Regions from separate parts of the Callithrix jacchus genome. Here region 1 is linked to region 2. Evidence: chromatin contacts called from public Hi-C data. All regions are on one chromosome and are shown on one strand. The core of a region is the stretch at or near the end of the contact, and the rest is flanking DNA. Distances in the headings are between cores, read along the strand shown. Region 1 overlaps LOC144578124 (a long non-coding RNA gene). Region 2 has its middle 18 kb from the start of EIF4G2.

Region 1 (4,062 bases), core at 1,198-3,697, 130 kb before region 2:
CAAAGAGCATTTGTTTAATAAAAGTCTGTCACACATGATGAAATTATCTGTCAAATAATTTCACATTAAATATTAGTAGTTCTTGAGACTTTGGCACACGTTAGTGAAATTCCATAGCTCTAAGATCTCAGTACGCAATGCCAATGTCTGTGACCCTTGCTCAAAGTTACCAAAGTATGCTAATAGGAACAGTCATGACTTTGTTTCCAGGATTTGAAATGACACTCAGAGGTAACTCAGTCTTCTAGAATGTTGGAGCTGGGAGTTACTCTAGGGACAGCCCTTGTACTGTAAACATGGGAGCAAGAGCCCTGACAGTCACCTGGCAGGTAAGTGGCAGAGCGGGAATTTTTAACTTCAATATCCCAACCTCTAGTTCAAAGCTCAGCATCACCACACTTTGCTGGCTGCTTGCAGAAAGAGTAACTCTGGGGAACTCATGCCCCATAGACCAGGAACACTGGGATTTGATCTCCTCCAAGTGTGTTTATTCCCATGAGCTCCACTGAATGACCTTAGTTATACACTGCAGGAAGAAGGGTATGACTTGTTTAATAGCTGTTAAATGTGAAACTATTCTCTTGCTAAAACCTGCGGCCTCCTCCAGTGGCTGCTATCTAAATACTCCATTTTCTGAGAGTGAGAATAGTTAATGCTCAAAGATGCTAAACAACAGCTGCAGTCTGCATCTTCCCTCGAGTGTTCCTACTCAGCATTTGAATCCAGCCTCTATGCTGGAACTCAAGTAACCTCACTGCTTTGAAAGGTAACTCTGGGGAATATTAAAAAGTCACCAAATCTCTTGGACTCACATGCAGAGACACTTCGTATATGGAAGCAAACAGAATGAAAAAGGCTGCACAGAAGCATGCCATGCTCCTGACACATTGTGGGCTCCAATATATGGGCTCACTGCTATGATTTCATCTGAGAAGAAAGCAATGAAGAGAAATAAATGTTGAGTGAATGACTAATTACCAAAGGTATAATTCAGTAGTCAGTCACAGCACCATCAGTCATTTCTGAGCAATTAAAATTTCACAAACAGAATCATCACCCACCTGGCTTACAGGGCAGAGCTTGGCTCCTGTCTCAATATTCCAGAGCTTTCTCAGATGACAGATTGTAGGAGTTTCTGGCATGTAGAACTCAATAAAATTTGCCCAGAGGTGCATCTTGCCTGAATCAAATTTAACTGTCACGTGGTTCCCTTGAAGGCACTTGGCAGGGAGGATCCACCCCTGTGGAATAGAATCATGCCTTGATTCATAAGGAAGCCCCATCAAATTCAAGACCCAGACCAGACCCAAATAAAGTTCACTTCCATCCCTCATATTCCATAAACTCAGCCATAACTCTTATCCTGAGAATCTAGCAGTGTGACCTCATCACAGCCTTGCCCTTACCATGTCCCCACACATGTGACATCTGAGACTTTCACTTGTGATTCATGACTTACACCCCTTGCAGGACAATACTGAGCACCGACCACCACACTGGCTTACATTGCAGGCTCCAGAATCTATGATGCCCCCTCCTCTAGACACAGTGATGTGTGCAGTTCCTCCCAAGCGAACTCTCTAGCCTATAGTATTGCATCTATAAACATATAGAATCCAGGCTGGGTGCGGTGGCTCACACCTGTAATCCCAGCACTTTGGGAGGCCGAGGCAGGCAGATCATTTGAGGTCAGGAATTCAAGACCAGCCTGGCCAACATGGTGAAACCCTGCCTCTACTAAAAATACCAAAAAATGAGCCAGGCATGGTGGTGCACACCTGTAATCCCAGCTGCTCAGGAGGCTGAGGCACAAGAATCACTTGAACCCAGGAGGCGGAGGCTGCACTGAGCCAAGATAGTGCCACTGCACTCCAGCCTGGGTGACAGAAAGAGACCCTGTCTCAAAAAAAAAAAAAAATGTATAGAATCCCAGACAGCCCCATTTGTTGAGCACTCACAGTGTGCCAGGGACTTAGCTAAACATTCTATAGGCATTATCTGATTCCCTTCTCCCGACAGCCAACTGAGGTATATTTTATTATGCCCATTTTATATGTGAGGAAACAGAAGCTCAAAGATCAAGTGACTGGCCCAAGGTCACACAACTAACAAGTGGCATAGCAAAATTAGTACCCAGATGTGGCTAACTCCAAATCTCCAGCTGGTAGACTCTGCACTCCACAGCGGCCTCTATCACATTGTCTTTCATTGCTGAGGGACAGCTCTGCACACTCATGAACACCAAGCAGCCAGTACTGGAGACAGCTGGAACTGGTCTAGCCAGCTGACTCATCCATCTGTTCATCCTTCTAGCAGATGTTGATACCTGCTGTGGGCCAGGCCTGTGGCAGGTGCTGGGGATTTAAAATAAATAGCACAGAAGTCCTGCCCTTAGCAAGAGGATTTTAAAGGCAAACAAGGGCTTATTCTGGAGGCTGCTCAGTCTGTTGCCCACGTATGTTCACTTATACCAACAGATCATATTTTCAGGGAGCTCTGGGTTACTGAGCTGGGCTTTTGGGGCCTGAGTCATGCAAAGCCCAGAGCACAGGGCCAAGTAGCACTACTGTTGACACCATGCTCAGTATTTATCCCAAGGGAACTTCAAACTGGAGTAATCCAAAACCTCATTTTCACCTCTCTGGAATTGCTCTTTGGCTATACCTTTGAATGACCCAGTAATCGCAATTTTTCTAGAGCCATCATAATTCACGTAAAAGTAGTTTGTGTTTCTTCAGTTACTGGCTTAATCTGATATAGAAGGCCTGGAGGGCCATGGAGAAATTCCCAAACACCTCCTAACACTCCTCACAGTTTTTTCCTCCTCATGGGAAATGAATGAGGTAGACAATTGTGACTAACCCTTGTGCTGAAGTCCCACCACATGTGTGTGCACCCTTCCAGAAGTCTACTTCTTGCAACAGGTGGAACATGAAAGAGGTGCAAGATTTCTGTAATAACTTCCCCTTGTCCAGCAATTATATTCAATTACACACTTTAAGTATTCTTGTTAAGGACAGAGAAAGCCTGCCCCCTGGGACTGCTCACTCCAACAGGGAACACTCCAGTTTCTTCCCCCAGGGAGGTAAAGAACCTTAATAGTGCTCATAGAACTTGGCCATGGCCATGCGCAGTGGCTCATACCTATAATCCCAGCTCTTTGGGAGGCCAAGGCGATCACCTGAGGTCAGGAGTTCAAAACCAGCCTGGCCAACATGGCAAAACCCCATCTCTACTAAAAATTCAAAAATTAGCTGAGCATGGTGGTGCATGCCTATAATCCCAGCTACTTGGGAGGCCGAGACACATGACTCGCTTGAACCCCGGAGGTAGAGGTTGCAACGAGCTGAGATCACACCACTGCTCTCTAGCTGGGCAACAGAGTGAGACCCTGTCTCAAAAAAATAAAAATAAAAATAGAACTTGGCCAGAAAAACCTTGGCCAGAGCAGGGAACTAACGTCTATGTTTACTCACTAAGACCAACTAGACCATCCCAGCTTATCCTATTCAAACTTCCAGAACAACCCCACCTTTGGTGACAAACTGAAAAACAGTACAGATTGCATCTGAATGTTGCTCAGTAACACTTTCCATAGAGAAAAAAAGTGAACAAAGACTATTCCTTTGACTTGTCTCTAGGTCCTTGTGCCTGAAATAGGCATCTCATTCCTTAAAAAAAAGAATCTACATTGGCCTACACCAGAGAAGATATATCCCTGATATTGGCAAGACCCTAAACAGAGGCTTCTTATAAGGGTAAACACATATTGATCAAAAAGCATTACGTTCACTGATGGGGAAATGTCTTTATGAATAAGGTGGGGTAATAGGTTTTCACTTTTCCTAGTTTTATTCCTTTTGTGTACAAGTGGTTTTACGCTGTGCTGGCTTAAGACAAGTTACTCCAAATGGTTTTTGTCCCTACAAAGTGTGTACAGTCTGTTCATTCCTGCCTACTTGAATGAATCCAAATGCCAGTACCCAAATACAGGTCCCAACAAGCCTTCCTCCTCCAGGAAGTCTGCTGTAATTTGTGTACTGGATTTTTTTCAAGCCTTTT
Region 2 (3,596 bases), core at 41-2,540:
CAGATTTTGTGGAACCTGAATTTTATACATCTATGGGACAGGGGAACTCTTAAACGAAAAGAATACAAAATTAGGTTCAGGGTCCAGAAAGAGTCCTGTGTAAAAGGGTGGCCTTGAAACAAACGATTCACTTCATGGTAACCCTAAGTGAGTTACTATAGTTGATACAATAAATTGTAAACAAAAAATACCTTGTAACTGTTTGTCCCAGTTCACTAGACAGAAACTAAAAACAGGGTAGTTATCAATACAGGCTTGTTGAAGCCAGGCATGATGGCTCACCCTTGGAGTGTCAGTGCATTGGGAGGCTAAGGCAGGAGGATTACTTGCATTCAGGAGTTTGAAAACAGCCTGGGCAACATAGTGAGACCGCATCTCTCAGAAAAAGAAAAAAAAAAAAAAAGCCAGGTGTGGTGGTACACACCCTGCAGTCCCAACTACTCAGGAGGCTGAGGTGGGAGGATTGCTTGAGCAAAGGAGGTTGAGTCTGTAGTGATACATGATCACACCATTGCACTCCAGCCTGGGCAACAAAGTAAAACACTATCTTTAATAAAAAGAAAAGAAAATGAATGCTTGTTGAAACGACTAGAGCTTTTCTCATTTGTGATTGTCTCACCCTCGACCATTTCCCAGCACTTCCAATCCAATGACAAAGCACCCAGCTCCCCACATTAACATATTCATGTGTGCATTCAAAAGTGTGTGCCTCCTGTGCCTACCTGCTCTAGGGGCTGGGGTACAACGATGAGGAAGACTCAGCCTCTTCCCTCCAGCTCAGACAGTGACAGGGCCAGGTGATGGTCCCCTCGGAGTGGTGACAGGTGCCTTGTGAGCTGAAAGGAGGAAACATCATGAAGAAGCTGAGATGTAGTTTTTCCTGCAAACATGCGAGGGACAGCTTTCCAGGCAGAGGAGGGTCTTCTCTGCTTGGTGACCCAACTTCGCCTTCCTCCTGGCTCCTCAGAGCTCCCATTCCCTCTCCACTCCACACCAGATGGACAGATTCCATCTGGCAGCTGTGAGGGCCTCCTTCTCCTGTTGCAGTGGGTGGTGTGGACCAGCTGTGGCTGTCAGCCTCCAGGGGGCCGAGGGGGACACAGTTCACAAATCTCTTTCCCACCCCTTTTCTCACTAGCTTAAGAGACAATTTTCCCAGCAAAGCCCTCCAGAAAATGCAAGAGCTCTGGACGAGGAGACACCTGAGTACAGGGCAGAGAGTAGCGGACACAAGACACTGAAGTCCCACAGGTCACACAGCTCCCACAGGCTGCCCCACCCCGCAGCCCTGCCCTTGCCGGTCCTGATCCAGCGGGAGCGCAGGGGGCTGAGTTGGACCCAGGCCCCCGACAGATCAGCAACGCTATCCCCACAGCGCCCTCTGCCGGGCTTCCGGGAGACCACCCTGGCAGGTCGGGGTTGCTAGGCTGTGGCTCTTGGATGCGGAGGCAAGACCAACACCCAGCGATCACGCTCCGCTCCTGGAGAGCGGTAAGTGAGAATGTTGCCCTGGGCTTGGGCTCCTGTCAACGGTGCATGACACGACGATGTGACTGGTAGATAAGTAGTGGCTCCTGGATTTGCTGCTCAGGTCAGCTGTGCAGTTTGCGGAGCCACAGAGCAGAGCGCAGGCCCCAGCTTCCTCACTTATCAGTTCCGGGAGCCCAGGCCAATCGCTGCACCTCCCCGGGCTGCTCTATTTGACTTACCTGTTAGATTATCCTTGGTCTGCCCAGCTCTCCGGTATGTTTCAAGGGGCTGCATAGATAGGTATGGAACAGCCGTGATGGACAGCTGTGGAACTGTTCTACAAGTCAATGTGTCTCGCAAATATGTACTGAGTACTGACCATGTGCCAGAGGCTACTCCAGTGCCAGAGATGTAACAGTGATGATGAGACAGTCTTCTGGAACAAACATTCTGGGTGATAGCAGAGAGAGAATAAATCAGCAAACGCACAGTGCCAGGCAGTAAAAAGTGCTGTATTTAGGGATGCAGAATAAGGGCTAGGGAGTGGAGTGAGTGCTGCTTGAAAGAGGGGGTTCTGGGATGGCCTCAGGAGGAGGTGGTCTTTGAGCAAAGACCTAAGACACACCAGGGAGTGAACTCCACAGCCATCTGGAGGAAGAACATTGCCTGGAGGGAAGGCCAAGCCAGAGGCCCTGAGATTGGGAACGCACCTGGCCTGTCTGAGGAACAGTTTGGCCAAGCAGAGTGGAAAGCTGGGGAGAAGGGCACCAGCCAATGCAGAAAATTAGTCAGACCCAGTAACGACTTTGACTTTTATGCTGAGTGGGATGGGCTATCTTTGGAGGATTGCTTTTTATCATTTGTTAATATCAATCCTTCCTGAAGACCAGCCAGTGCCAGCACTATGTCCTGAGCTCTGCTAGGATGTATTATGATTACTAGCGAACGTTTACTGAGGATTTAGCATATGCCAGGCTAGACCAAGTGCATCAGGGTAGTCATCCCTTGTGACCTTCCCAACATTCTTGAGGCAGGTGCTTCACTATCCCCATTTTACTGATGAGGAAACTGAGGCTCAGAGAAGTAAAGTACCTGCCCAAGATCTTTCATGTTTTTGGCAAGTAGTAACGAACGTCTCTTCTGCATTGTACTGAGCCATTTTCACACTGCTATAAATACATTACCTGAGACTGGGTAATTTATAAAGGAAAGAGGTTTCATTGACTTACAGTTCCACATGGTTGGGGAGGCCTCAGGAAACTTACAATCATGCCATAAGGCAAAGGGGAAGCAGGCACCTTCCTCACAAGGGAGAGAAAGAGAGAGAGAGAGAGAGAGAGAGAGAGAGAGAGAAAGAGAGAGAGAGGGAGAGTGTGTGTGTGTGTGTGTGTGTGTGTGTGTGTGAAGGAGGAACTGTCAAACACTTATAAAACCATCAGATCTCCTTGTGAAAACTACCTCACTATCATGAGAACAGCATAGGGGAAACTGACCCCAAGACTGAACCACCTCCCACCAAATCCCTCCCTCAAACATCTGGGGATTATGGGGATTACAATTTGAGTTGTGATGAGATTTGGGTGAGGACACAGAGCCACACCATATCATACATGCTGTTTTGAAGCACTGGGCCACACATCTATTAAGTCATGGAGTGGTGATTCAAACCCTGCACTGTAACTCAAGAGCCAGTGCTCATGCCAGGTACACCAAAATGCATGTTGGGGTGGGGGACAAAAGCTGAGGAGAGAAAGTAAAGGGCCCATAGCAGAGACAATGAGCTCCTCATGCTTGGAAGTGTAACCAGAGCAGAATGAGCGCAGTGAGGGGCAGGCGTATCTGAGGGGTGGGCTGTAGGACCTGAGGTGAGGAAGAATCAGCCCCCTAATCCCTCTGTCATGTGTTGAATTATGTCCCCAGCCCCCAAAGATATATGCTGACGTCCTAACTCCAGGTACCAGTGAATGTGACCTTCCTATTTGGAAACAGGGTCTTAGTCCTCATCATATTAGATTAGGAGTTTGAGAATAGCCTGGACAACATAGCAAGACCCCATCTCTTAAAAAAATCATATTAGATTAAGGCCTCCCCTAATGACTCGGTTGCATCTGCAAAGACATAATCAG

Evidence for each region. A called contact is a pair of places that touch in the nucleus more often than the background predicts.
Region 1: a contact with region 2 is called in a Hi-C map of skeletal muscle, with 4 times the contacts expected there. The contact joins two enhancer-like sites. A contact is called at or near these places in 2 of 3 Hi-C or Micro-C datasets (induced pluripotent stem cells and skeletal muscle).

Annotation. Positions count from the first base shown.
Region 1 is chr10:76,772,061-76,776,122 of calJac240_pri, reverse strand. LOC144578124 (a long non-coding RNA gene) reads right to left here. Exons shown (of 4, transcript XR_013523304.1): 2 at 1,062-1,241. Among named protein-coding and RNA genes, the nearest start is that of ZBED5, 62 kb to the right of the region's middle. Within about 2 kb of position 2,447, at least 1 of the 16 cell types and tissues checked has an H3K27ac peak or open chromatin away from gene starts, as enhancers often do. A contact at or near this core is called in skeletal muscle, where this site is marked.
Region 2 is chr10:76,639,010-76,642,605 of calJac240_pri, reverse strand. No RefSeq gene overlaps it. Among named protein-coding and RNA genes, the nearest start is that of EIF4G2, 18 kb to the left of the region's middle. Within about 2 kb of position 1,290, at least 1 of the 16 cell types and tissues checked has an H3K27ac peak or open chromatin away from gene starts, as enhancers often do. A contact at or near this core is called in skeletal muscle, where this site is marked.